Linked DNA regions of Mus musculus: all the other regions are linked to region 5. The links are chromatin contacts, called in public ChIA-PET, HiChIP or PLAC-seq and promoter capture Hi-C maps. All regions are on one chromosome and are shown on one strand. Each heading gives the region's core, a stretch centred on a gene start, on an enhancer-like site or on the middle of the called end of the contact. The rest is flanking DNA. Distances are from core to core; before and after follow the strand shown. Region 1 holds the start of Zfyve1 (zinc finger, FYVE domain containing 1). Region 2 holds the start of Ptgr2 (prostaglandin reductase 2). Region 3 holds the start of Psen1 (presenilin 1). Region 4 holds the start of Mideas (mitotic deacetylase associated SANT domain protein). Region 5 holds the start of Riox1 (ribosomal oxygenase 1). Region 6 has its middle 25 kb from the start of Mideas.

Region 1 (5,010 bases), core at 1,926-4,425, 350 kb before region 5:
TCACCAGTTCAAGGCCAGTCTGAACTACCCAGCAAAACCCTATCTAAAAAAACAAAAAACAAAACAAAAGGTAAGCCAGGCATAATGGCTCACATCTACAACCTCAGCACTTGGAAAGCTGAGGCAGGAGGACTATTGTGAATTCCAGGCCAGCCTAGCTACAGAGTGAAACTTCTCAAAACAAAACCAAGAACAACCTACCTAAGTAAATTTGACTCCAGACAACTTAAGGCTTCTGAGGCCCCGGTCTTTTCTGCCTCTAAGGGGCACTGCCTCCTTCCTGTTTTGCAGAGCAAGTTCCCAGCAACAGGCGGATATACAGACAGGAGTCCTTAATGGCTGGCGACTTACCTGGATCTCTTCATTTTCGTCTACCAGGAGGAAGCTCACAACCCTCTCTGTCATCTTCTTCCTCTTGGTCTCCTCATCCATCTCTTCCCCCTCCAGGGACTCCTGGACCTTACTGACAAGGTACACGGTAATGGGGTGTCTTCTCTTGTTACCCCCTGAATGAGTCCTCTTCTGGCATTCCAGGCAGAGATTGATTTTGCAAGTCTGGCACCTCACGGCTGCCCTTTGCCTAACACCTGGCGAATGCCCATTGGGGCCCTTGCAGGGGTCACAATAAGGGACATGGCCAGCTTTGAGTCTTATCCGCTCATGGTTTCGAAGGCGCTCCTGTCTGTGGAGTTCCTCCTCACAGCGGAGACACTGCAAACTACAACACTCATCACATTCAAAGATAGCTTCATCAGTCCCACTGCATGCATAACTCTCCTGGCACATGAGCCCCGGATTTAGGCCCTTCTCTGCTAGGGAAGTCTGGGCACTCATAACTTAGACTCGTTTGGAAACCACCCACCCTGCAACAGTCACTACTGTACTTTCCCAGGAATGAAGGAAGACAAATGCTTTGAGGCTGAAGGTGGCTAGCACTTCACAGGGTTCTGAGCCCTTTAAAAAAGAAAACCTGACTGGCTTAGGATTTTCACACGCTCACAAATGTTCAGATTTTTAATTCTCTGCCTCCCAGTCTCTTGTATCAGCAGCAGCAGCAGTGTCCACTGAATTTGATGGTCTCATCCTCTGCAAAGTGCAAAGAAATATGTGGTGGAAGTGAACTTGACAGAGTCTCTGCCACACGCTGAGGGGTCTGCTGGGTTCACAAAGGTCAGCTCATTGGTTTGGGTCTCAGCTACAAAGTCAGAGTGATGACAGAAGGTGGTGAGGAGCTGTTCGATTTACTTGGACCTCAAGCCAATGTTTCAAGGGCTACCTAGAGCAGAAAAAGAAGATTTTACTCATCTGGGGAAAAAAACCAGAAGTGTACCTTAAACTGAGCAAACAAAAAGGAGCACCTAATTGCTAGGCCAAACCCAGAGAGAACCCTCATTCTTGCTTATAAAACTTACAGTGGCTTCTTCTAGGACTAGAAATGTCATCTCAAAATCATGGCTAAGGATCTCCCTTCTGAAATCAACTGCCATGCTGGGTATGGTGGTAAATCCTAGCACTCAAAAGGCTGAAGCCTGCCAGCCTGGTCTACAGAGTGAGTTCCAGGACAACCAGGACTACACAGAGAAACCCTGTCTCGAAAAACCAAAAAAAGAAAAAAGAAAGAAAAAAAAAAAAAAAAAAAAAGGCTGAAGCCTGGCTACTAAACTAACTACAAAAACCAGCCTAGAGGCTCCTGCACAAGGGAGGCAGAGGCAGGTGGATCTCTGTGAGTTCCAGGCCAGCCAGGGCTACACAGAGAAGCCCTGTCTCAAATATGTGTAACAACAAAACACTTCTAGACCCAGAGCTTCTTAAAGATTTTGCTGGTTTGTTGGTAAAATGCTCTTCTCATTTCATTAAGCTCTGATTCAAAATCACTAAACAGACAGCTTTTAGGAGGCTAAGCCCTCTGCACCTGCTCCTTATATATGAGAAATGGAAAAGGAGGTCTGTAAAAAGCTAAGAAAAATATTGTAACAATAAATTCACACCACCCTCAAAGACCTCTACAAACCCAATTATCCTTATAAAATGGACTCTCTCAGCTCTAGTCGAGCAAAGGTCTAGTAAGGACTCTAAAATTGACAACAATAGTCCCAACTTCATTTTCAAAAACAGTAAGACAACTACTGAGCTTCCTCCTGTGCCTCCTCTCTACAGAGGAAGAGAACCGGCAGCAACAGGAGGCAGAATTCCAGCACTTAGGCGCACAGTAGAGCCAGGCCCTACAGTGAGTCAAAACAACTCATTTTCTCTTGTCACTCAAACACTTAAAACAAAACAAACCAAGTCAAAAACTTGGGAAGACAGGAAAGGGGGTTTTGGGTCACTAACGTAACTACACTCCTAATTCTCCCTACCTTTGCCTCCTATTCCAAGAGCACAACCAAGTGTAAAGTCCTCCTTTCAGATATTCACTCCTCCCTTTCAGTAGCCAATCTATCCATCTGATCTTCAGATAAACAAGGCAAGGGAGTAACCAGGGGACCTTATTTTCACCTTAACCTCAGACGTGTCCAGTCAGCTCCCAAAAGGGAAACAAAAATCAAAACTTGTCACTACTAAGAAAAACAGAAAACCAACCTTCAAAAGAACAGCTGACCCTCACCACCACCAGGCCAAGCAAACAATATGCCACTCGGAGCAAACCCCCCCCCCCCAAACCTCGACGCCTCTCTCCAATCCAGGGTCCCTCACCCACCTTGCTCCCGGACACCACCACCACAACCCAAGGGGTGGCAGCGGAGACGAAGAACAAAGAAGGCCCCCCAAATTTCACACAAACCCGCACATCCCGGAGCCGAATCCATTGTTTATGCCACCCCACCCCCACTCGAGCCGCACCCGTCCCCCCTTCCTCCTAGGAGCGACTGGAGGGAGCCCCGGGACCAGCACTCGCCCGGGGCTGGGCCAAGGCGCCCCCGCCCTCTCCGCCGCGGCCCACAGAGCCCACCCGGAGCAGTTCGGCCAAGGCAAGGCGGTGTGGGGGACGCGGATTGCCGACAGGACCCGGGCTGCTCTAGGGCCCCGGCGGATCCATCCTCAGCTCCATCTCCGCCCCCTCCTCCTCTGCTGCCTCCCAGGCTTCCTCCTCTCTTGTTGTCAGTTGGAATCAGCTGATCAGAGTGAACTTCTCCCAGCTCAGACCAACAGGAAGGCATGAACAGCGCAGCCCAGCTAGGGAGGAGCGGCCAGGGGCGGAGCGCGACGACGGGGAGCGGGAAGGGCGCTTGCGGCCTTTTGGGAGTTGTAGTTTTGGGGGGATTGTCGTTCTGCCCTACAGCCCTGAAATACAAGCTCCACATGACTACAATTCCCGATGGAAGCATCGTCGTTGCGAATAGGCGGGACAGACAAGCCTGAAAGCATTTCGGGACTTAGAGTCTCGGCCGGGGCTGAGGTTTTTGCAGGTTGCAGCGACTAGTTTAGGGCAGTGGCCCGGGAAGGAGTATTGTAAATTAAACAAAAGATATGATGTTCTATATAACCAGGAAATGGCACGGCACATTATTATTGTACATCTTTCCTTCAGAAATGCTCAAAGTGGAAAAATACCAGTAAACATTGAGAGGATATTACTATGCTTGAGGCTGTTTTGTTTTCCCTTCAAAGTTAATCAACTGTTAATTTTGTTCCAGCCTTATTCCTTTTCTGCCTTTTTCCATACATAGACATCATAACTTCTAATTTTTATATTGTGCAGAATAGTTACAGTACACACTCCAATAAAATTTAAGATAACAGTGTCTGTAATACTATTGTCTGATTTTTTTAATAATAGCTTTATATTTGTTTAGTACTTTCACTTTTTTCTCATTTATTTCTTGAGACAATATTGAGAGAAAATACAATGCATGGAAAAGATACTGGTCTGTAATGCCTAGGAAAACTAACTACATAGGTTGGTAGGGTAAATCACTCAGTCCTTCCATAAAATAAAGGAATTTTGCTGTGTAATTTCTGATGGCTCTGCCAATCTTAACATATGATTTTTATCTTGATAATGGTTAACCTGAGAGAGAAAACTAAGGTTAGGTTACTTGCCAAGGTACACAGCAAATTATTGACAACACTGGATAAGACCTCATCTTCTGATTCAAGAGGACACTCATAGATCTCAGGACATAATTAGATCAATAGTTAAGCCAAATCTACAAAATAGTGAATGAGCTATGTATACGGATTATATTGCTGAAAATTAACTCTTCATGACACAGAGCCAACAGCGGCAAACCTGGATGAACTTTTTATTTTTTTACCTGTACCACATCACCAACCAGGATAATAAGAACTAAGCCATCTACAATCACATTAAAAAGTGTTTACCAGAAATAAGATGGTGTATGGAGAAGAAGGGATTTTATAAAAGTTAAGCTAACAAGTTTTAAATAAGCCTGAGGTTGGTTGGCATGACAAAGGTTTTATCCCTAAGACTGCCTCTGTGGCTGTGTGTAGCTTTGCCAGATTATTTCATAACCTTGCTTATAAAGTAAATATATTGGTCTATGTGTGTCCCTCAAAAGAGATTGGCTGTCTGGCATACACAAGGCCCTGGGTTTGAGCCCCAGCACCATAAAAAATGGGGGTTTGATAGGAACAAACATTTAGCATTTTAAGTTTTATTTTGTGTGTGTGCATATGGGTGCTGGTACATATGCACATGAGTCAAGGGTGTGTTTAGGCCAGAGGTCAATCTTAGGCATTATTCCTTAAGAGCCATCCACCTTGTCTTGTTAGTTTTGGTTGGTTGGTTGGCTGGTTGGCTGGTTGGTTTGGGGTGTTTGTTTATTTGTTTGAGATCTCACTTAGCCTAGATGTTACCGAGATGGCTAGACTGTCTGGCCAGTGAGCCCCAAAGATCCTGTTTCTGTTACCCAGCACTGGAGTTATAAAAGTAAGTTACCATGCCTGGAATATGAAAGAATAGAACCAATAGAATACATACTTATTAAAATGGAGAGTTATTAGATTGGTGTCTTAGGGTTACTGCTGTGATGAAAGACCATGATCAAA
Region 2 (4,407 bases), core at 33-2,532, 330 kb after region 5:
GAAAAAAATACCCATATGATACATGGTACAACTCAAGTCATACAAACGACTGTAACCCTTAGTGTGAAGAGAAAATTCAGAAGGGAGGAAAATAAATAAACCTGAACTCCTCCATGCAGTTTTTGAACATCTGAGACCTGGAGAAAAGGGGACTTCACATCAAAAAGGGCCCAAACTAAGTTTCTTCTCTTTGAGTTTTAGATGTAATCTATAGTCTCCCTCTGTTTTCTGCTATCACTTTTATTGTTTTTGAGCGTTTCCTCTTTCTCTGGTTCACTCAGCTGACCACCAAGAGATCAGATCCTGCTGGAAAGTTATTTGGAATGTGGTAACAGTCTCCTACCCCATTCTTCAAGTTTTCCAAACGAAGTGAAAATGTTCAGATGTTCTGTTACCCGGGCCTCCAGTCCATCTGATGGCTGCCCATTTGCCGGCGGTACTGGTATTTTTCAGCTACTCTTTATACCAGAGTTAGAGCTCCGCGATTAGCCCTTGCTGGAATACAGTGCTAAGGGCGATTCCTACAGCCGCTTGATTAAGTCCGTTAGGGTTTGCAGTTCCTGGAGATCCCAAGTTATTCTAGAAACAAACCACACCCGATAGTGACTAGTCAAGTGGTTCTCAAACCATGAGTTTCTAGCTTCTTGGGGTCCCCTTAGACCATCGGAAAACATTTCCATTACGGGTCGAAACAATAGCAAAATAACAATTATGAAGTAGCAATGAAAATAATTTTATGGTTGGGGGGGTCACCACGCACGAGGGTCACAGCATTAGGAAGGTTGAGAACCGCTGCTTTAGTCCTCTAGATCTCAGCTTGTTCACCTACAAAACAAGGGTTAGACTTGATGCTATTTCTCACTGTGATTCCCCAACCTAAGACTCAGTGAATCTAACATGAATCAAGTTTCTTCCAGAGGCTGGGGCTGGCTGTCAGGGCGTCTGCCTAGACCGTGCCAGGACGCGGGTTCAACCTCTGGGGGCACAAGAGGACACAGGGGACTTGATCTGAAGTCATTAGTTAATTTGCTCTCTTGGTCCTGGAGGCGGGGTCGGCCACGGAGCCCTAATGAGGTTAACTTATGGATACTCCTTGCCTAGACTAGCAACGTATCCTGTGATTCTCACCAACCTTGGGGACCAAAGGATCGCGTATGAACTTCAAAACCCCGGCCCTAGGAGACGAGAGGGCAAGGAGGCCGGCTTAGTCCTGCGCTTGCGCAGTGTGGTCCTAGGGCTAAGGTCGTGCCGCCAGCTGACCCTTCGCTGTTCATCAAATCCCGCGAGATCTCAAACTGACAGACACGCAGGGGGGCCACTGTATCGCTGCACCGGAAGCTGGATTAAGCCCGCAGAAAAGGAGGAAGTGCCGAGCCAGGGTGACCTGTGGGCGTCCTCCTCGAGCTCCGGGCGACACCGGCGGTATAGCTTGGGACGCTAGACTAGGGAATGCCCCGTAACAGGTGCTCTCCGTTTTGTAAGAATTCCGAGGGTGAAGTTTGGGCGCGACTGTGTTTGAGGTGCTTCAGATTTGAACATCTATTGAGCGCCTACTGTGTGCCACGCATAGGGGTATACTTATGTCATGTTGAAAAACCTCAGCACCAAGAGGTTTTGATCCTCTTGGTGCTGAGGATCCAGGAAGTCGGCTTGAAAATGTGAGATTACTAGTAATTTCTGTGAAAGTGGTTAGTCGTGGGAGCCATAGAGGAAGGTTGGCTTTCTGAGGTGGACATTTGCACACGATGGCATAGACAGCACAGGGAAGGTCAGCAGAGCCCTTTGTGGCAGAATGGTTGAACAAAGTACGGCTAAACAGGAAGTGTGTTTTATTAAAAGATATTGGGGATAAGTTGTGCGACCTTGGACAAGTTATTCAGCCCCTGTATGGCGTCTGTGAAAAGGATAGCATGTTTGCAACTTCATGGCGGTGGTGTTTGAGGACGGAGTTGTATTTAAGCAAGCTGATTAATAATTTATTTTCTTCTGTATTGGGAATTGAGTCCAAGATCAGCCTTCCACCTCCCCTATGCATGCTGGGCAAGAGGTTTTTACTACTGGGCTATATTGCCAGACTGTTTTTCATTTTTATTTTGGGACAGGTTCTCACTAATTTGCCCAGGCTGGCCTTGAATTTGCCGTCTGTATTCCATCTGCCCAATAACTGGGATTACAAATGTAAGACGCTACCATGCTAGAGCATGTCAACTCACCCAGTTCTGGGATGCCTGGAAACATTCAGGAAATAAACTATATGACCCCTCCGAGGTCCCACCCAGCTAGAAACAGAACATGTCCTTTGCCCTTGTGAGTTCAGTGAGCTTTTCCTTACAATAGTCTGCTACACAGATGCTTAAGGCGTATTTTTAATGACTGTCATTGAACCAGATCTTTTGGTGGTATTTTAGAATGGTCGAATCAATTAGAAACCCACTTTAATTTAACAGCAAATGGGGTTTACTGAGGTCTACTCAGCTCTGCCTCCATTATGATGCCTCCTAACCCACTGCCCTTCAGGTCTTGAATGTGATCTTTATTTTAGATGGAGAACCTGTGAGTAAGTCATGGTTGATTTTGTTTGTTTGTTTGTTTGTTTGTTTTCGAGACAAGGTCTCTCATATCCCAGAATTCTGGCCTTGAATTTTGTTATGTAGTTAAGTCTGGCTTTGAACTCATTCCTCTCTCTTCTACCTCCCATGTGCTGAATTACAGGTGGGAGGCATCACACTGGCTCTGTTATGTGTATCTAGAGAAATAAGGCAGAATGCTGAAAATGGAGAACAGATAACTGTCACCGTGTGATGCCTAACACTGACTGTCAACTTGGGGGGATCAGAAATCACTGAATAGACAAGTTCAAGGTGTACCCATGAGGGATTGGCTTCATTTTAAGATGACTAAGGTGGGAAGATTCACCCCAAGGCTGAGTAGGACGATTTTTTAGGTTTGGGTCCTGGACTGAATAAAAACGACAAAGCCAGTTGAACACCAGCATTCCTTGTTCTGGTTTTTTTTTTTTCCCTAAAGACTTATTTATTTTATGTATATGTGTACACTGTAGTTGTGAACCTTCATGTGGTTGCTGGGAATTGAATTTAGGACCTCTGTTCACTCTGGTTGGCTCTGCTCATTTATTATTATAAATAAGTGCACTGAAGCCGTCTTCAGACGCACTCATTACAGGTGGTTGTGATCCACCATGTGGTTGCTGGGAATTGAACTCAGGACCTTTGGAAGAGCAGTTGGTACTCTTACCCACTGAGCCATCTCGACAGCCTCGTTGTTCTTTTTCTTGACTGTTGGTGTGGTGTGAGTGACTGCTTCAAGCACCCAGAGTGACTTCTCCATGACGACTGTGCCCTTAAACTGTAGCCAAAATAACCCTTGTCTCCTCTGCCTTCAGTTGCTCCTGTCAGGGTATTTTATCACAGCAATAGGAAAAGAAACTCAGGCAGTTGGGCAGCAGTCCTTTGATTGAAGATTTAGCCATCACAGTACAGGTAATAACCACTCAAGGACAGTCTGACAGTTGTAGCTGAATAAACTTGGTTTTTAATTTTTATGTGATTTCTATACATGGTGATTCCATAGGCAGTATCTGTGGCTGGGTGTAAAGAGATGCACTTGGAGTCTGCACCCAGTTGGAGGGTGTGACAAGGGACATGCTGGAACTCAGGAATTTGAGCACCTAGCAGCCATATCTCCCCACTATACTAAATGATGTGACGAATAAGATGTAGACAGCACTGCCTTTATAGATGCCCACCCCATCCTGCCCCCAACCCCAATCTGAAGCATTGACCAGGGGCTGGGTGCAATCCCCAATAGTTGGCAAGAGAGAGAGAGATTGAATCTCATCGGTCCTCTAAACCGACTGATCATTTCCAAATAAGAGAAGAAAATAGAAGAACAAGGCAGGTTACACTGAGGAACCAGTCAGTACATTCTCCAGACAAAAGAGTGAAGAAGCAAAGCCAGGAGAGACTCCAAATGTGATGTGTGAGCCGTAAGTCCCAATTCTGGTCATGCTCTGTAAAAACATCTGCAGGCATTCGGGCAGGTTGACTTAGCACCAGATGTTGGAGGGTAAGGACTTACCTGTGCTATTGCTTCTGTTAATAGTCATTCATTACATAATTACTGTTAACTAGTATTTATGTTGCCAGAGGAACTTACCTGAAGGGTTTTGAGTGAAGTGGGATGGAAATGGGATTCTCTTTAAAGGAAGGCTGCAGAGTGTTTTACCCTGATGAGTTATATCCCAAAGGGAAGAGTGAATTTGAGAGTAACTACCATTCTCAGATGGTGGCCATTTTTTCTGCCACCATCAGTGAGACTTATCAGTGTGTGTGCTAGAGAAGCTAAAGGAGTGGAGATGCTTCTGTAGTCTTCAGCCTGGCTTACTAA
Region 3 (4,443 bases), core at 234-2,733, 260 kb before region 5:
TATTTATTATATGTAAGTACACTGTAGTTGTCTTCAGACGCACCAGAAGAGGGCGTCAGATCTCATGGTTGTGAGCCGTCATGTGGTTGCTGGGATTTGAACTCAGGACTTTTGGAAGAGTAGTCAGTGGTCTTAACCACTGAGCCATCTCACCAGCCCCATTCATGAGTTTTATAACCTAGGTGAACTAAGATTTGTTGTAGGACAGTGAGATTTTTTTATATATATACCAGTACTCCACGAACATCTTTGCACAAAAATGTTTGTCGAAATTGCTTCTCTGTATAGTTTACAGCATTTGCCATTCTACCAAAAGATCGCAATTAATGTAGTTTGCAAATGGCTTTTAGTCTATGCTTGTTTAGCAAGTGTATTGAGCTTGTTCTGTACTGTCTACAATTTTCTGCCTTCTTCCCATATAAGTAAATGATTGAGGGTATAAGTAAATGATTGAGGGAAAACTACCCAAGGTTATGCTATGTCTCCTCCCAGTTGCCATTCCGCTGGCGGAAAAGACTAAAGTATCAAGATCTTAAGCATGAAAATAGTGAAGTCTGAGTTTATTGAAGCAGGGTTGAGAATGTTGGGAGAAAATGGAGATGGATGCTCTACTATTTAGAACGAGGCCTTCTGGGAAGTAGAAAAAAGGAAGTTTGACCCAGTGTATCTTAGTTTGACCTGTAATTTGCTAGGAATCCCAGTCCGATTTCAACTCACTGTCCTGCCCCATCTCCTCCTGAGTGTTATGATTTCAGATACAACACCATCCCGATGTATTTGTCTCTGTTGGGAGTAGAATCTAGTTCCTCGTGTGTGCTCCTTAAGCACATTAGCCGTTTTCTGGTTATTTGGGATTATGAATAATTTCTCTGTTGTTTTTTGCCCAAGTGAAATGTGTGGTGTGCTGTTGATAATTGTCTCTCCGATTAAGGAAAATCTGAGGGATGTAAAAATCAAGATAGGAAACATTCTTTGCTTTCTAGAAGCTTGCCATCTGGGAAGACTTTCAGACTCGGAACCTAGACTAATAGGATATTTCTCAGGTTCTGTTTACCCACCAATCGCTTTGGTTTATTGAGAGTACAAACAGTAAATTTTATCCGTTTTGAGGAACTGTTCAAATAAATACTGTGGAGAAATGGGAAGTGTTGGATTTAAAATGTCACTACAAAACAAGGCACGGTGTCCCCACACATGGAAACCAAATAAATAGGTTCAAGCCCATCCTTTCCTACAAGGTATGTTTGATACCGGCAGGGAACGCTCGAATCGCAGTCTCAACCAAAAACAAGGGAAAATGTCACTTGTAGACTGGAAGAACGCTAGACGCGCCTCAAACCCTAGAGAGGCCTCAGGTCGCGCACATCCTTACATCTATGCGAGTGGATTAGGCCAGCTCCAGCCCCCAGCCCTCGTGGCCTGCGCGCGCCACCGGAAGCTCCGTCCCCTCCCGGGTCTAGGGGCCAACGTCGCCGAGGCCGGAAGTTGCGACACCGGTGAGACCTCTAGGGCGGGGCCTAGGACGACCTGCTCCGTGGGCCGCGAGTATTCGTCGGAAACAAAACAGCGGCAGCTGAGGCGGAAACCTAGGCTGCGAGCCGGCCGCCCGGGCGCGGAGAGAGAAGGTGCGTGCCCAGGGTGTGCGGGGCGGAGGGTGTCTCTGCCGGTCGTGTTCACCGTCGCCTGCCTGCCGGGGGTCCGGGCGGGCCTGTGTCTCCGAGGGCCGCGCTGCGGGCGTCTCTAGGGATGAGGGGCGGGGTCCAGGCGGGCGGAGATCGAGGAACCCCGCGTGGGAAACGGGGTGAAGCCGGTTTCTCGGAACCCAGCCGGGGCCAGACTGAGAGCAGCCTTCTCCGAGCTTTGGTACCCCGGAAGTGCTGGCTTCCCCGGGCGGCCGGGAGCAGATGGCTGGCATCAGGGGTGGCCTCTCGATCAGAGTGGAGCTAGAGATAGAGGAAGCGCCCTAGGCTGGGTCGCCTTGAGCAACTGGTGAAACTCTGCGTCTGGTGCCCCGAGTGTGTCATAGTCCAGAAGTGAGTGAGTGGCACTCGGGGCTAACTTCTCAGTGTGTCTGTTGGCAGGCGAAGAGTCGTATGGCGCTTGTTCTTTCTTCAGAACTGTCACGATGCATGTGTCTGACGCTTGTAGGCGCCTTTAGTGTTTGCTAGTTCTTCCCTTTCACGTTTTCAAATGTGGCACTGCCGCGAACAGAGGCTCAGGCACATCCGCCTGGTAGTGGAGGACGGAGTGCATGAGACAATTGAGGTAACTTTTTACATAACTAGGAGAAATGAGAGTTCCAGTAACAGAAACGTAGAAGAAACGTGAGCAGGACAGGCGATCTGTTCAACTAACGCATAAGATTGACTGGGTTCAAGTTTGGAGAATGAGAGAGAAATAAGGAAGTTAGGCAGTGGTTTGGAAATAGTACTTTTGAAGTGACAGCGGGTGAAGATGGCCTGAGGTCAGAGCTGTAAACTGTAAACATGGGTCACTTAAGTAGATTTGCTGTTTGATGTTGGAGCAGAGAACTGGGTGGACACTTAGGGAACACAACAAAGAGCCAGGTAGAAGGAGGACAACGAGGCTGCTGAGGAGGACGAATGCAGAAACCACAATAGTGCAGTGTCACAGAAGCTGAGAAACACGGAAGCTTCAGGGAGCATTGTCAGCGATAGGAATGAAAGGCCTGGTGTTGTTTTAGAAGGATCTCTGTACCATTGTACCCTTGAAAGATGAGCGTGAACCACAAATACTAGTTTTAAATGTTCCCACAGACACTTTTTTAAAAAATTTTTTAGAGGTTTATTTATTTATTATATGTGAGTACATTGTAGCTGTCTTCAGACACCCCAGAATAGGGCATCAGATTTCATTACGGATGTTTGTGAGCCACAATGTGGTTGCTGGAATTTGAATTCAGGACCTTCAGAAGAGCAGTCAGTGCTCTTAACAGCTGAGCCATCTCTCCAGCCCCACAGACACATTTTTAAAGGTAACAAGAAGCAGTTGAAATTAGTCTTAATGATTTGTTAATCCAGTGTAGCTAACAGTTTCATTTTTAACAGGAAATCCGTGTCAAATTAACTTGTCCTCTCTAGATAGTTAGGAGGCTCTTCAGTGACCAGAAGCAACCCCTGACTACAGTATCCCCAGCACCTGGCACAGTGTTTCCTTGTCTAAAAGAAACCTGATTCCTATTTGCTGCTCCAAGAATCCCTATTTGGTTTTCAGATGTCTTTTCCAGTTCCTTGTTTGAGTGAAAGCAGAAAGAATTTATGCAAGTTAATTAGATGTAAATATTCGTTTTTAATTTAAAAATACTTGTATTCCATCCATTTCCACAGAAGGTAGAGACATTGACTCACAATAAAAATAACTTCATTACAGAATTATTAAAATAACTTTGGGTTGAGTCTTTATAATTTCCAGGTATAGGCGGTGCTTTAGGAGTCCCAGCTACTTGGAAGGCTGAGCTGGAAAATCACGGCCAGCCTGGATAACAGAGATGGTGAATGACTCGAGAGTAGAGCGAATTCATCCACCTGATCTAACCTAGGATGGCCTGTAGTCTGTTTGACAGTACAGATAGAGACCATGTTGAGTCTTATTCTGTGGGTGTGATATGTATGTGTGTGCACCTCTACTTTATATGCAAAGCTGAAGTCTTTGCCTATATGCTCACAAATTCAGAGGCCAGAGGAGGACAGGGGGAGCGTTTCTCCACTGTTTATTGCCTTACTTAAAAAACAAAAATGTTATTTTTGTGTGCAGGGTTGGGGGGGCTTCCATAGTAATATTCGGAAGTCTGAAGTTAGCTCTCTCTTCCCACCTTTATATTAGTACTGGGTACTGAGCATAGGTCTCCGGGTATGTGGGACAAGTACCTTTACTGTCTGAGCCATCTCGAGAAGTCTCCCCCCACCCCCACCCCCACCCCCGCCCCCTGGGCCTTTTTATTTAATTTTTGTTGTTGTTTTGCTTGGTTTTGTGAGACAGGGACTCTCTGTGTAGCCCTGGCTTTCCTGGAACTCACTATGTAGACCAGGCTGGCCTGAAGTTCACAGAGATCTGCCACCACACCCAGCTTAATTTTTAAAAACTTAATTGTGTGTGTGGGAGCACGTGCGCCATGGCACACAGATGTTATAACACACATGATCACTTTATGGAATCCTTCTTGTCTACGATATGTGGGCGCTGGGGATTAAATTCTGCTTGTCAGACGCGGGCTGCACCATGAGCACCAATTTTATTTTATAAGGCACAGTCTCTTTATTGAGCCGAAGCTGTTTCAGCTAGGTGGGCTGTCTGTCAGTCTCCTGGGAGCCTCTTGTCTCCACCTCCCAGTGTTAGGACTGTAGGCGCAGGAACTATGCCTGGCTTGGATGTGATGCTGGGAATTTGAGCTCTGCTCCTTTTGACAGCAAGTGCTTTTACCCA
Region 4 (4,626 bases), core at 1,187-3,686, 270 kb after region 5:
TCTTGGTCTCCAAAGGATTGCGCTGGTCCTTCATACAGTTGAAGCTCTCAAGAAACCATTAGCCTTCTCCTATGTGCAGGTTGGGCCCCTGTGGTGGCTTGAATGGGCACTACCCCTCCCCCCGCCCCGTCCCGCAGACTCATACATCTAAATGCTTCCTTGCTTGTTAGTGGAACTATTTTGGAAGGATTATGATATGTGGCCTTGTTTGGAGGAGGTGTGTTGCTGGAAGAGGGTTTTGAGTTTTCAAATGCCTATACTGGGCTCAGTGCCCCTGATCCCACCCCCACACCACCCCCGCCCCCAAACCTGCTGCTGTGGATTGATCATATCTAAGCTCTCAGCTACTGCTCCAGCGCCATGCCTGCCTGCCTGCTGCCATGCTCCCTGCCATGATGATCCTGGACTCACCCTCTGAAACTGTGAGCAAGTCCCCAATTAAATGCTTTCATTTATAAGTTGCCTTGGTTACGGTGTCTCTTCACATCACTAGAAAAGTAGCTAAGACAGCCTGCTTCCTGCAGGGCAGAATTTGGATAGATATGAAGACCCCTGTCCCTGTAGACAGTACTAGGGAAGTAGGTGTAGGGACCACACTACAGAAAACATGTGAGTCACCCTCAACCCCACACCCATCGGCCACACAGACACATAGTCTCAGAGCCTGGCACATTTCCTTTACCCACTAAGCATGCTTCCCCTTTGCCCAGAACACAATAAAGGAATTAGGACCCACCTAAATGTCTGCAGCTGATCCTTCAAGGCTCAAAGTCTGCCCGGCCAGCTCAGACATACATGACCTGTGACTCCTCTTTATAGCTAGCCCCAATCCTGCAATTCTGCTCATTCAAACAGCCCTTCCGTGAAGACAGGATTGGACAGTCATCTCCTATCTCCTTTTCCTGCTGACGTCATCCCACATTTTCTCAGGACAAGTGAAGGTACAGTTCTTGGCACAATGCTCAGGCTGCCTAAGATATTTATTCTGTAGTAAATAGTAAAGAGAGACTGCTTTCCTGAGTAGCCAGACTCTCAGGAGATCAGCAAGCTGTCGGAGGTTAAGGGAGAGGCAAGGAAACAACCATCCAGCAAAAGTTAAAGGGTAAGAAGAATTCGAGAACAGCAGTTCAGGCCCAGATCTGTCCTAAGCATTTGCAATGCAAATCTGCGTTTTGTTCACCACCACCAAGAGCTTGCACAATAGCGTGTGTATAAACATCCACGCCAACAAAGCCTGACTGTGCAATCACGCAGTAATTACAGACCGGCAGAAAGCTGCTGCTAGGGACTGCACTATTCAAGCTCTAGACATCCCATCTCCAACTGTCCACGGCCTGTACACACATTCCTGCACACATCGCCCTGTCCCCGCCGCTGCTACAGCTTCAGGCACAAACCAAGGAGCCCTGGCGCCAGCTGCTGGGCCACGCCAAGACCCCTGCAACTATGCAAAGATGTCATAAACTTCTCAGCTGTTCTTTAAAGACCCAGAAGCACGAGGCTACCGAGGGCGGGCGGCGGGGAACCATCATCAAAGTTCCCAGGCAAACTCCTGCAGCCCTAGCCGTTTTAGAACACAGAAAAGAACAAGATGCCACGGAGTCCACTGGAAGCGGCTTTCTGGGTTTTATATAGAAAACACTCACATATGTACGTGGGTGTGCTGACAGTTTTTATGGCTAAATTGCAAAGTGTTAGGCCTTAGAGAGCTTACTGTTGGGTTCGGGGCTTGGGAGGGAGGGAGGAAAAGTGTAGAGTCGGGAGGGGCTCGTTTCAAGGAGGCCTGGGGGACAACTCGGGTTTTGCTGGTTGGAAATGGATAGGGCTGTTGACCCAAACTTCTGAGTTGCTCTGCTCTTCGTCACTGCAAGGCCGAGCAAACAAAAGTAGAGGGAAAGTTCCTGTAACTTCCTTCCTGAAACCTGGTGGAGGGCGGCGTAGAGGAAGGGAACGTTTCCCGGGGAAACACCGGGAAGGGCTGGAAAAGCAGCTGCACGCAACCCGAAGAGATGGGGCGCGGGGTGTAGGGCTGGCTCCGGTCGCAGGTCCGGGGAGGCCCCTTCCCGGCATCGCTGCGCTCAGGGGTGGCTCCCTGAGAGGGCTAGGCTGCAGCCAGGCCGGTCTAAGTCCCGAGTCAAAACAACCACCTCAGGGGCGCAACACCGGCCGAGATCTCCGCCACCCTGTCCCTCTCCTGCACCCCCACTCCCAGCGTCCCACGACCCGGCCCGCGCCGCCGAACCCCAACGAATTCCGGATCCCCCCTCCCGCCCCGAGCTCCACGTCGGCGCCCCCCACGGCGGGAAGGCCACCAGGCTCCCGCGACTCACCTGCACGCTGGATCCCTGGGCAGCTCCGAGGGGGCGCGGGACGCAATTCGAGCGCGACCAGCAGACTCAAACTTTGTTGCTCTCGGGACGGCGCAGTCGTCACTTCCTCGCCGAGCAGGCGGCGCGGTCCCGGCTGTGACCCAGCAGCTCGCGCGGCGGCGCGCAGGGCTCTGCAGCCTCCTGCCCCGCCCGCGCCCCGGCTCCGCGCGCCTCCGCGCGGCCCCCAGCCAGACCCTCGGTTCCCGGTGCTGCAGCGGCTGTGGAAGCTTCGTCCCTACCCTCACTCTGCTCTTGGGGAAAGTGCGATCGGAGACTTCCTGCTCTCCCTTGAGTCTAAAAGGTGGCGTTGGAGCCTAGGGGCTGAGTTCAAGGGACCCTAGGGGAAAAAGTCCCCCACCTACATTCCTCCTCCCACGCACGCGCGCGCACACATACAGTCGGGAGAGAGGGGAGAGATAATAAAGGTTTTCATTTCATTTGTTATTTGGACTAGAGAGGACATGTGTGAAAGCAGTGTACTATTTCCCTGAATAATGCTAGGCCAAACTCCAATCTCCCGTCCTCATGTCCCTTACAGGTCTGCACAGTTGTCAGTGGCTTTCCCCGGGTGGCACTTGTACACGATGTTACCATGCATTGTATTTCAGGAACTATGTCATCACCCACGTCGGGTCTGGGAAATAGTCGTTCTGTTCCCTTTCTTCTCAGATCCCCACCTCTTCCTTGTGCACTCAAGTCTCAGAATCTCTGGAGCCTGGTGCGTTCGGGTGTCATCATTAGCCAGAAGTGATTTTACAAGGTGGATCCTGGACGCAGGAGCTTCAGGCAATAGTAATTTTGAAGTTTATCACTGCCCAAAATAAATTTTCTCGGCGTATTAAAACTAACATCAACAGAGAGCTGCCTTTTGAGCCTCTGGCGACCAGTAAGAAAGCAGTTACACAGCAGTGCCCAAAGAAAGACTCCTAATTCCCTTAGGTTGGAGAGAGGACTAGGCTAGCCTTTGCTGTGTGTGTGTGTGGGGGGGGGGGGGGGGGGGGGAGGAGACAGCCAAAACTGCAGGGCAAGGTTTTCCTAACAGAAACGTTTAGTGAGGCAGAAGCTTGCTCTGGAAAACAGGGACCCATAAAAGGCCATTCAGAGACGTCCACTTAAGCTGGACAAAATTTTCCCTTTCCCACTTCCAAACTACTCCTACTAACACATTGGCCTGATAATATCTCCCAGACCTCCCATCTCCTCATTGAAGCCCAGAAAGCCCTCTGCTTGAGTACAGGTTTTGTGTCAAAGGTGATGTAAGATTAATGGAAAACAACATGTGGGGATACCCTCACCCCAAGTCTGCTTAATACCTCAAGAGAAGCCACAGGCTCACCCAAAGATGAGAAGCATGTAGACCCTGACCCAAGCTCTCCTGGCAGCGTGAATTCCTTCATCTTGCAGCTACCAGTGCACTGGGGTCTGCCTTTTACCGAGACATTACTATTACATTACAAACACAAAAAGTGCAGTGAATGGAAAATAATATTGTCTTAAGAAGTAAGTATGTTATAGACTTAAGTATAACTCTTTGACATTTTATTATTTCATCATATGATGGAGTGAAGGTATGGCGGAGGTACTCCTCATTTTGATTTTGGAATAGAAGTAATTCCTTACAGCAATGACCAGGCTTCTGAAGAAAACAGTGTTACTCCGTATTTGCTAAGACTGGAATGGAGTATTTTTTTGTTGTTGTTGTTCAGTATTGTAATTCTAAATCCTCTGTGGTAACTTCATGAATATTCAGTGTTTCTGCATGCCCAGGAGTAATTAGCAGAGCCCACAATGTGTGAAGGCCTGACATTCACATCAGCACATACACAATGCTTTGTCCTTGCCTAGTGTGGCATTTGCTGGAAGTCTCAGGACCCTGTGTGGAGGATGTGGTAGACAGCTCCCTGCCAATGATCTCTGCCGCCTGGCGTTCACACCCTTACACAAGCTCTCGTCCCTAACTCTACTGACTCAGTTCTAACAAACAGAATACGGCAAAAGAAATGTGATGTCATCTGTGAGACTGGGTTATAGAGAAAGCTATGGCTTGCAGCTTGGGTTGTCTCTGTGTCTCAGTCTACCTTGCTCCTTGCAAGGAAGGGAAGACAACCATCGTGTTCTTAGACAGCCCTTGGCAAAGGAAGTGAGAGACCTACCAACAACCATTTGAGTGAGATTGGAAAGGGATGTCTCGCTCATATCCCATGTTATCCAAGCCTTCCAAAGTCTCTTAGCCCAGGAATCAGTTTAACAGTAATCT
Region 5 (4,831 bases), core at 900-3,399:
GTAGACCAGGCTGGCCTCGAACTCAGAAATCTGCCTGCCTCTGCCTCCCGAGTGCTGGGATTAAAGGCGTGCGCCACCACGCCCGGCTGACACTGGCGGCTTTAAGACCCCACTCCCAGTGCTGGGCAGACCCTTCACAACCTCCCATGATGGCTTTATCTGATATGGATAGCTCCTCTATTAGGTTTGTTACAGTAACTTTCCCCTAGCTTTGACAAAAAAATACCTGAAAAGATATTTCCAATTCAAGGGAGGATTTATGCGAACCTACGTTCCCTCGTGGTAGGGTAGAAGAGGCCGCAGGAGCAGGTCGCAGCCAGTCACACTTCACCCTCACTCAGAGCAGAGAATAAAGACGCTGTGCAGATCGCTTGCTTGCTTTCCCCTCTTACCCACTCCAGGACGCCAGCCCATGGGATGGATGGTACTGCTCACTTTTACAGCGGGTCTTCCTACTTCAACCTAAGGTAAACAATCTCTCACAGAGGTGCCCAGAGACTTGCCTCTTTAGTGATTCTAGATCCTGACTGTAGTCATAATGTTATTGTGTACTATGTAAAGATTATTCATGAATTATTCAAATGTGGACTTCTGTACCCCCATATATATTTGCAATCCTTATTCTGAGAATCTCATGTCTCAATGTGGTGAAAAACTTGCTCTACAATAATTCCCTGATTGGTCAGTAAAGAACTGATCAGCCAATGAATGAGCACGAAAGAGAATAGGGCTGGACATTTGCAGAGTTCGAGAGAGGAAGTGGGGATTGGCTGGGAGGAGAGACTCCAAGAGAGATAAGGAAAAGGAGAAAGAAAAAACAAAGAGCAGTCCGGGAGCCCAGAGAACCAGATCAGTACTAAAATGCTGCAAGTATCAGGAAGATTCTGTCGGGAAGGTGCTAGATTAGCATAAAGGATTAAAATAGAGTAACCTGCTCAGTTGTTGTGCCCTTAAAGCTTTTTGAGTAAATATACTAGTCCAGTCTCAATTCTTTGGGAGTTAGCTGGGTTAAGAGGAAAACTGCAACACACTATGTAAAATAACACTAACACCTGTCAAGTTGACAATCGGTGTTAACCATCACAGGTTCCAATCAATTCATTTAAGCTACCTAACTCCCTGAGAAAGTATTGCCATCCTGCCCAATCAAGACCTATGTTCTGCCAGGCATGGTGGTACATACATATGTAAAATACACACACACACACACACACACACACACACACACACACACACACACACACACTCACAAGAATGCTTGCAGAAGCGGTGTCTGCGGGGGGCTAGAGATGATGGTTCAGTGGTTAAAGAGTGTTTACGACTCTATCCAAGGATCAGAGAGAGATTTCCACAAACTACTGTACTAAGAGATTTCTCTGGCCTCCTTGAGACATACACGTACGCATGCACAAACTTTTTAAAAAGTCAGAAGCTTGAAGAAGAGGAGGAGGAGGAGAAACAGCCTATTGCAATGTCATATTGAGAGGCAAGCCCAGGAGTTTGAGGTTAGAAAGGACTATGTAGCAATACACTGACAAAGTGGAGAAGTCCCTAACTTCCTTTTCAGAGGAAGAATATTAATTACAAGCGGCTCACCCTGTAACCTCAGCCTTCCCCGTGCATGAACCACCATACCTGGCAAGGCTTTGTAACTGAGGAGAGAGAGGAAAAAGAAGAGGAGAGGCTTAACAATGAAGTTTTCTGCAGTGAAGAGAGCCAGTAAGAGCTGTGCTTCATACAGAATATCAAACTTTGCCTTCATTCCATTCTACCAGGAAACTGCCTAGGAACAAAAATGCCTACCACAAAAATGAGAAAGCGGACTAAAACAGGAAGCCAGGCTCAGCGCTGCACACCTTTAATCCCAGCAATCGCGAGGCAGAGACAGAAATCTCTGTGAGTTCAAAGCCAACTTGGCTCACCTAATAAGTTCTAGGACTATATAGCTACGGCTTCTGTAGAAAGATTCTGTCCCAGAAAAGCAAAAAAGAGGAATGAAGTTGTTTTCTTTTGAAATGCCTCGTGCCTTCTTTTCTTACACGGAGTCTTTATCTGGTAGAGAATTTTGCCTTGCCAGTGCATACTACCGCGGTTTTAAAAGGTGACAAACCGGGCTAGCTGTAGGACCCAGGAAGACGGTAGGCTTGGCCTACCCAGGGAATGCCGAAGGACTCGCCCCCTTCCCAGAAAGCACCACGGCCGCGGAAGCGTGGGACCCGCCGGCCGCCCCGCTATGGACGAGCTACCGAATGGCAACGGTGCGGCGCTGCTGAAGCGCGGGCGGGGGAGGCGCCGGCGGCACCCGCAGTCGCAGCCCCGCGGCGCGTCGGTCTTGGCCCTGCCCTTGCGGCCCCGGAAGATCCGAAGGCACCGGAAAAGTGCGGCGGCGTCCCGCGTGGCCGCGCTGAGAGCTCGCGCGCTCCGGAGCGAGGACTCGGACTCGAAAGTGGCGGTGGCCTCGGTTCGGGGCAAGCGGAAGAGGCCGGCAGAGCTGCTGGAGGCCTCGCGGTCGGCGGAGCCGCGGCCGGTGTCAGCGCGCCCGAGGTCGGCTTCGGCGACGCTGCCGAGCCGCGTGGAGGGATGGGCTGCGCTCTCCCGGAACCTGGGGACGGCCGCTCCGCCGCCGCCGGGCTCGCACGCGGATGAGCCGGGGCGACCCCGGGCTTCGCCGCTGCAGCAGGTACTGACGGAGCTGAACGGCATCCCCAGCAGCCGGAGGCGCGCCGCCCGCCTCTTCGAGTGGCTCCTGGCGCCCCTGCCTCCGGACCACTTCTACCGGCGGCTGTGGGAGCGGGAGGCGGTGCTGGTGCGGCGGCAGGACCGCAGCTACTACGAGGGTCTCTTCTCCACCGCCGACCTGGACTCGATGCTGCGCTACGAGGACGTGCAATTCGGGCAGCATCTGGACGCCGCGCGCTACGTCGATGGACGGCGGGAGACCTTGAACCCGCCGGGCCGCGCGCTTCCCGCCGCCGCGTGGTCCTTGTACCGAGCCGGCTGCTCCTTGCGCCTCCTGTGCCCGCAAGCCTTCTCGCCCACCGTGTGGCAGTTTCTGGCCGTGCTCCAGGAGCAGTTTGGCAGCATGGCGGGCTCCAACGTCTACCTCACGCCCCCGGACTCGCAGGGCTTTGCTCCTCACTACGATGACATCGAGGCTTTCGTGTTGCAGCTGGAAGGTCGGAAACTCTGGCGCGTCTACCGACCGCGGGACCCGAGTGAGGAGTTGGCCCTGACATCTAGTCCCAACTTCAGCCAGGAGGACCTTGGTGAGCCTGTGCTGCAAACGGTACTGGAACCTGGAGACCTGCTCTATTTTCCTCGGGGCTTCATTCACCAAGCTGAATGTCAGGATGGAGTCCACTCCCTACACCTCACCTTGTCCACCTACCAGCGCAATACATGGGGTGACTTCCTGGAGGCTGTACTGCCTCTGGCAGTGCAAGCGGCCATAGAGGAGAACGTGGAGTTCCGCAGAGGCTTGCCCCGAGACTTCATGGATTACATGGGGGCCCAGCATTCCGACTCTAAGGATCCTAGAAGGACAGCTTTCATGGAAAAGGTGCGGGTCTTGGTTGCTCGCCTGGGACACTTTGCTCCTGTCGATGCTGTGGCTGACCAGAGAGCAAAAGACTTCATTCACGATTCCCTGCCCCCTGTGTTGACCGATAGGGAACGGGCTCTAAGTGTTCACGGGCTCCCAGTTCGCTGGGAGGCTGGAGAACCCGTCAATGTGGGGGCCCAGCTGACAACTGAAACCCAAGTCCACATGCTTCAGGACGGCGTAGCTCGGCTGGTGGGAGAGGGAGGCCGATTGTTCCTGTATCACACGGTGGAAAACTCTCGAGTTTATCACCTAGAGGAACCCAAGTGCTTAGAAATCCACCCCCAGCAAGCCGACGCCATGGAACTCTTGCTTCGCTCCTACCCGGAGTTTGTGAGAGTGGGGGACTTGCCATGTGACAGTGTGGAAGACCAGCTCTCCTTGGCAACCATGTTATATGATAAGGGGCTGCTACTCACCAAGACACCTCTAGTTCCGAGTTAGTTTTTTGAGGATGGCTGGAAAGAGTGCCGTTGCGACTCTCCACTACCGTTGCCTCTCTTTTTAAAGAGGTCGGGTTCTTACCTTGCTAAGCATCAGTATGGTTGTGCTTACCTTTAGGATTTTTTCAGTGTCGCAGACTTCAGGCTGGAGAAGAACCTTTTTACCTAGGTGTAAAAGTAAACACAGGAATTGAAGCTGAGGGGGAAAGTTCGTGGCAGAAGTGGCCCTGACCCCTGTCCTTTCAGAGCACCAGCTTCATTCCCTACAGTGTCCAGTGTACCGGGTAGCATTGGCTGGGCCATTCTGCTGGAGACATTGGGGGTTTTATATGGAAGTTGCTTCCTTGGGTTCTATTTCATCAGTTTGCGGGGCTGAGCTGGGGTCAGTGTGCTGCGCGTTAAGTTTGTATGAACGTCAGATTTATTAAAAAAAAAAGTGCCAAAGACCATCTTTCTTTTCTAAGCCTAGATTTTTTGGGGGGGATTGATTTGAAGAAGTGTGGGACGAGGAAGAAGATAAAATATGGCTCAGATGAAAGCATGGCTTAGTAGCCGGGCTTGGTTTCAATCCCAGCACTCGGGAGGCAGAGGCAGGCGGATTTCTGAGTTTGAGGCCAGCCTGGTCTACAAAGTGAGATCCAGGACAGCCAGAGCTATACAGAGAAACCTTGTCTCAAAACAAAAAACAAAGAAAGCATGGCTTAGGATGTCAAAGGAGTATCTTTTGCAAAGGTGAGAGAGCTGGGGTAGAGCAAGCGGACACTTGGCATGTGCACCGCCCTGGGCT
Region 6 (4,488 bases), core at 158-2,657, 290 kb after region 5:
TTCAGAAGAGCAATAGGTGCTCTTAACCGCTGAGCCATCTCACCAGCCCCCCAGCTTGTTTTCTTATAGAACCTGTTGTAGCTTGTCAAAAGACCCTCACGCACAAAGACCACAGAGACTGCCGTCGTTGCAAAACGCATGAGGATTTTACTTATCCAACATGTTAGGGAACCCTCTCTCAGTACGCAGGCCAGAGGAGAGACACAGAACATAGAAAGAACACACTTTTTATACCTTGTAAGGGCCGGATATAGGCACCAGGGTAGTTTGGCTTATTTTAATTGGTGTAGCAAATAACCTTTTTAGACATTGGTCGGTTTGTATAGGGTGACTCTCATTTTGTGTGTCCTTATGGTTTTTAGTGTGAGGTGGGGCCGGGAAATTGTTAATTTTGTTTTTGACCGTTAAAACTATGTTTCTATATTTGTTTAGTCAGCCAGCCTTTTATCTGACTCTGTACTTGACCTGCTAGTACAGTTTGGAAAGTCCTTTTGAAGAGGGAAGGTACTGGGTAGTCTTGAATTTATTTTGGATATTACAAACCCAGGACCACCAGCCCAGGGATGGCAACACCTACAATGGGCTGGGTCCTTCTCTATAATCATTAATTAAGAGAATGCCATATAGGCCTGCCTACAACCTGATTTCTGGAGGCTTTTTCTCACTTGAGGTTCCTCTTCAAAATGCTTGTATCAGGTTGACAGGAAAACTAGTCAGCACAGGGATGGCATGGTATATGGCTGTCTTTGCCTGCTTAGAATGTTTTTAAGCAAGCTGACTTGGAAGCTGCGCTAGAGCTCCAAGATCTCCCAGGGTGGCGAGCATACTTCAGATCATGGTCACAGAGCTTCTGTTCATCTCTGCAACCTTACTTACCATGAGCCCATAGGGTAAGGGTTATGACATGGTTATGGTTATAATGTTATTTTGTTGCTACTTCATAGCAGTAATTTTGCTACTGTTACGAATCATAATGTAAATATCTGATATGCAGGATATTGGATATGTGACCCCCGTGCAAGGGGTTGTGATCCGCAGGTTGATAGTTGCAGCCATAGGGTAAAGACAATGGTTCTGTTTCTCGCTGCCTATTGAAGTAACTTCATATGTACCCGGGACACAAGTGAGGTGCAAATGAATTGGCCTTGGTAGGGCTGCCTTGGTCCTTTGCAGAGATGGTGGGTCCTCTGATACGTGTGACAAACGTAGTCATGAAATGTGTCACACACACACACACACACACACACACACACACACACACTGGAACATGCATTTTAGCCTTTGCCAATTTTGCCCACAAGGAGGGAATGTTTCAGACGGAGAAGCAAGTTCCCTGACGTAGATACATCAGAGTCACTTTCTCAGGTGTAGAGGCTCACTTCCCCCTGTGGAGGAAAGCCTGGGCCACTTCCTGTTTTCACTTGCAACTCAGCTCTGTGATGTCTCTAGTGTGGTGTGCCTCGTGATCTCTGACAGAGGCTGCAAAAAGACGTATGTCCCAGTTAAAGGACCATGTTGGAAAGAAACTCTGACAGAGTCAGGGGTAGCAGTGAAGGTGGCCAAGGTCCCTCTAGGGAGGACTGGCTCTTTGGGATGGTCTGAATTCTGTGCCACTCAAGATATAGGCAAATGGTGTTGTTGCCTTCATGCTGTTCCTCTATCAGGCAGGAAACACATAGAAGGAAGCTGAGAAAAAGGATACCCATGAGAACACTAGGCACCAGTACCCATGAGGACACTGGTCACCAGTACCCATGAGGACATTGGTCACCAGTACCCATGAGGACACTGGGCATCATTACCCCTGTGAACATTGGGCACCAGCACTCCTGAGAACACTGGGCATCAGTACACACGTGAACACTGAGCATCAGTACCCCTGAGTACACTGAGCATCAGTACCCCTGAGAACATTTGGGCATTAGGTTAAAGGATTTCCTCGTGCAATGGTGACACAGTAAGTTGTTTTAGCTCTTATATCTGGATGGCAGTGTCCCTTCGCATCCTCACCTTACTGGCTGTTGGCACATCTCATTGAACCTCTTAATAAAATGTTAGGGGCAGAGGAGTTAGAACAAAAACAGACTTAATCCCCTCTCATATAACCATATATATTACTCCCCTGGCATGGTTCTGATGGTCTGAGGAAGGCATGAAAACTATTCTTCTATAAAGACTGCAAGTGTGGGGAGGACAGGGTGAGGCTGCTCATGGACACTTGGTTCACAGTAGGTATGCTGTAAGGGGCATGGAGGAAAGAAAGAAGTGAGGATCTGCACACATGGACACATGGATTCTGTAATGTCTGTAGCCTTAGTTAGGATTTTACTGCTGTTCACAGACACCATGACCAAGGCAACTCTTATAAGGACAGCATTTAACTGGGGTTGGTTCACAGGTTCAGTCCATTATCATCAAGGCAGGAGTATAGCAGTACCTAGGCAGGCACAGGGTAGAAGGAGCTGAGAGTTCAACCATATTGTTCTGAAGGCAAACAGAAAACTGGCTTCCAGGCAGCTAGGACAAGGATATTAAAGCCCACACCCATAGTGACACACCTACTCCAACAAGGCCAAACTTCCAAATAGTGCCACTCCCTGGGGCAAGCATGTACAAACTAACCCATCTGTTAAAAACTACAAAAACTGGGCTAGTGGTGAGATGGTTCGGCAAGTAAAGGCCCTTGCTGACAAGCCTGAACTCAGAGATCTGCCTGCTTCTGCTTCCTGAGCACTGGGATTAAGGAATACAGTGGTTTTGTTTGTTTGGTTAGTTGTTTGGTTGGTGGTTTTGATTTTTCGAGGTAGGGTTTCTCTGTGTAACAACAGCACTGGCTGTCCTGGAACGCTCTTTGTAGACCAGGCTGGCCTCGAACTCACAGAGATCCTCCTGCCTCTGAGTCCTGAGAACTGTGATTAAAGGTGTGTGCACAAGACCTGGCTCATGCATCATTTTTTAATGGAAACAAATGACTACAATGACTACAATGTTTCTGTGTCTGTGGGTGAAGCTGCAGCGCTGGAGGCTGCTTCTTGGCTCCAGCTGCAGTTCTATGAATCCACAAACTGGTTGGCAAACAAAAATACACTCCTTTTATGGTTCTAGAAGCTAGGCATCCAAACTTTGGTGTAGGCATGGCCATCCTTAAAATCTGATGTGTAGGCAAGGGAGGCCATGCCCCCTCTGCTAGGTAATGGGCTTCCTCCATTCCTCGTCCTTCTCTCTAGTGGCTTGCCTGGTTTTGCTGCTTCAGTACTCTGACCTCTGCCTCCAATGTCATGTCTGCCTCTGTCTTCATAAGGCCATATTCTTGCAACTAATGTCATATTGAATTAAGGATCCATCCTATTCTGATATGACCCCATCTTAATTGCTTTGGCAAAGATTGCTTCTAGGTAAGGTCATGGTCTTAGGTAGTTGGTTTAAACCTTCAACGCATCTCTTTGGGAATGAGGAAGGGGTATTACAATGCAGTGAGCTATTACAGCTAAAACAGGATTTGGAGCCACAGTTTTAGGATGTAGTACACATTTTTAATCCCAGCACTCTAGAGGCAGAAGCAGGAGGATCTCTGAGTTTGAGGCCAGCCTGGTCTACAGAATGAGTTCCAGGACAGCTAGGGCTACACAGAGAAACCCTGTCTCAAAAAAACCCAAACAAATAAACAACAGCAAAAAGTGGTAAAAAGGCTTAGCATTGGGCATGGTGTCCTTTGCCTTCAATCCCAGCACTCAGAGGGCCCATCTCTATGAGCTGGAGGCCAGCCTGTTCTACATAGAGTGTTCCAGGACAGACGGGGCTGTACAGAGAACCTGTCTGAAATAAAATAAAAACAGGATTCAGTTTACCAGCTGACTCACAGAATCAAACTGGTTCGTGGTAGCTTGCTGCCTTTGGCCTGAGTCTGGTGACTTGTCTTGTGCTTGGGTCCCTGGTTTCACTTCAACACCTGTCCCACAGAGACACTTCCTGTCTGTCTTTCTTACTAGCTTACAAAGCCTGCCTTGTCCTCTCCTTCTCATTGTCTGAGTCTAATAGAGCAGACCCGAGCTTCCTGAGTGAACAGAATGTCTCAAACCAAGCTGAAAACAGCCTTCGCCCGTCTCTGACAAGACAGTTTCCTGGAAAAGTATGGTTTGTGCCTGGTGTGGTGCTGTACACCTGTCTGGCAGAAAGCTGAGGCAGGAAGGTAGAAAGTTTGAGGCTAGCCTAGGCCACGTAACAAGTTTCTAGGCCAGCCTGAGCTACTACTGAGTGAGATTTTGTCTTTAAAGAAAATGAGGAGTGGAGCAGAGCAGGGTGGTGCACGCCTTTAATCCCAGCGCTCGGGAGGCAGAGGCAGGTGGGAGGATCTACAGCCTGGTCTACAGAGTGAGTTCCAGGACAGCCTGGGGCTATGTTGAAGAGACTTTGTCTCCACAAAGGAAAAAAAAAAATGTGAGGGATGAGAAAAAGGAAGAAAGAGAATATGAAGTTGGGAAAGGAGCA

The links. ChIA-PET counts read pairs in DNA pulled down with a chosen protein or histone mark. HiChIP or PLAC-seq counts read pairs in DNA pulled down with a chosen protein or histone mark. Capture Hi-C pulls out chosen DNA fragments and counts their contacts.
Region 1: a contact with region 5 is called in a promoter capture Hi-C map of pancreatic islet. The contact joins the promoter of Zfyve1 here to the promoter of Riox1 in region 5. A contact is called at or near these places in 1 of 39 promoter capture datasets (neural stem cells), 1 of 15 datasets of contacts at CTCF or cohesin (the NIH/3T3 cell line), 2 of 115 datasets of contacts at active chromatin or transcription factors (extraembryonic endoderm stem cells and memory CD8 T cells) and 2 of 9 other capture datasets (adipose tissue and pancreatic islet).
Region 2: a promoter capture Hi-C map of adipose tissue shows a contact between it and region 5. The contact joins the promoter of Ptgr2 here to the promoter of Riox1 in region 5. A contact is called at or near these places in 3 of 39 promoter capture datasets (embryonic stem cells, liver and neural stem cells), 1 of 15 datasets of contacts at CTCF or cohesin (large pre-B cells), 7 of 484 Hi-C or Micro-C datasets (B cells, embryonic stem cells, natural killer cells and 1 more), 12 of 115 datasets of contacts at active chromatin or transcription factors (the SCID.adh cell line, acute myeloid leukemia, bone marrow-derived macrophages and 6 more) and 5 of 9 other capture datasets (adipose tissue, embryonic stem cells, liver and 2 more).
Region 3: a contact with region 5 is called in an H3K4me3 HiChIP or PLAC-seq map of embryonic stem cells, with 4 times the contacts expected there. The contact joins the promoter of Psen1 here to the promoter of Riox1 in region 5. A contact is called at or near these places in 21 of 39 promoter capture datasets (the 3T3-L1 cell line, 3T3-L1-derived adipocytes, the C10 cell line and 13 more), 1 of 15 datasets of contacts at CTCF or cohesin (the NIH/3T3 cell line), 4 of 484 Hi-C or Micro-C datasets (the G1E-ER4 cell line, the HPC-7 cell line, pre-B cells and 1 more), 11 of 115 datasets of contacts at active chromatin or transcription factors (DN3 thymocytes, the SCID.adh cell line, acute myeloid leukemia and 7 more) and 4 of 9 other capture datasets (adipose tissue, embryonic stem cells, liver and 1 more).
Region 4: a promoter capture Hi-C map of liver shows a contact between it and region 5. The contact joins the promoter of Mideas here to the promoter of Riox1 in region 5. A contact is called at or near these places in 8 of 39 promoter capture datasets (3T3-L1-derived adipocytes, the C10 cell line, embryonic stem cells and 4 more), 3 of 115 datasets of contacts at active chromatin or transcription factors (embryonic stem cells and pancreatic cancer cells) and 2 of 9 other capture datasets (adipose tissue and liver).
Region 6: an RNA polymerase II ChIA-PET map of memory CD8 T cells shows a contact between it and region 5, with 46 read pairs. The contact joins the enhancer-like site here to the promoter of Riox1 in region 5. A contact is called at or near these places in 7 of 39 promoter capture datasets (the 3T3-L1 cell line, the C10 cell line, the HPC-7 cell line and 3 more), 4 of 484 Hi-C or Micro-C datasets (the N1E-115 cell line, bone marrow-derived macrophages, cerebral cortex and 1 more), 5 of 115 datasets of contacts at active chromatin or transcription factors (T-cell acute lymphoblastic leukemia, embryonic stem cells and memory CD8 T cells) and 1 of 9 other capture datasets (embryonic stem cells).

Annotation. Positions count from the first base shown.
Region 1 is chr12:83,594,047-83,599,056 of GRCm38.p6, forward strand. Zfyve1 (zinc finger, FYVE domain containing 1) reads right to left here and starts at 3,176. Exons shown (of 12, transcript NM_183154.4): 1 at 2,951-3,176; 2 at 352-1,276. The coding sequence starts at 834.
Region 2 is chr12:84,284,014-84,288,420 of GRCm38.p6, forward strand. It overlaps Ptgr2 (prostaglandin reductase 2), which reads left to right and starts at 1,283. Exons shown (of 10, transcript NM_029880.3): 1 at 1,283-1,463.
Region 3 is chr12:83,686,669-83,691,111 of GRCm38.p6, forward strand. Psen1 (presenilin 1) reads left to right here and starts at 1,484. Exons shown (of 12, transcript NM_001362271.1): 1 at 1,484-1,625.
Region 4 is chr12:84,216,445-84,221,070 of GRCm38.p6, forward strand. Mideas (mitotic deacetylase associated SANT domain protein) reads right to left here and starts at 2,437. Exons shown (of 13, transcript NM_001163501.1): 1 at 2,331-2,437. Gm46319 (synapsin-1-like) reads left to right here. Exons shown (of 3, transcript XM_030247050.1): 1 at 1-79; 2 at 1,706-2,670; 3 at 3,039-3,208. The coding sequence ends at 3,120.
Region 5 is chr12:83,948,459-83,953,289 of GRCm38.p6, forward strand. Riox1 (ribosomal oxygenase 1) reads left to right here and starts at 2,150. Exons shown (of 1, transcript NM_023633.3): 1 at 2,150-4,495. The coding sequence starts at 2,234. The coding sequence ends at 4,045. Heatr4 (HEAT repeat containing 4) reads right to left here. Exons shown (of 17, transcript NM_001376939.1): 16 at 4,157-4,209.
Region 6 is chr12:84,241,889-84,246,376 of GRCm38.p6, forward strand. No RefSeq gene overlaps it. Among named protein-coding and RNA genes, the nearest start is that of Mideas, 25 kb to the left of the region's middle. Within about 2 kb of position 1,408, at least 120 of the 459 cell types and tissues checked have an H3K27ac peak or open chromatin away from gene starts, as enhancers often do. A contact at or near this core is called in the HPC-7 cell line, T-cell acute lymphoblastic leukemia, bone marrow-derived macrophages and 1 more, where this site is marked.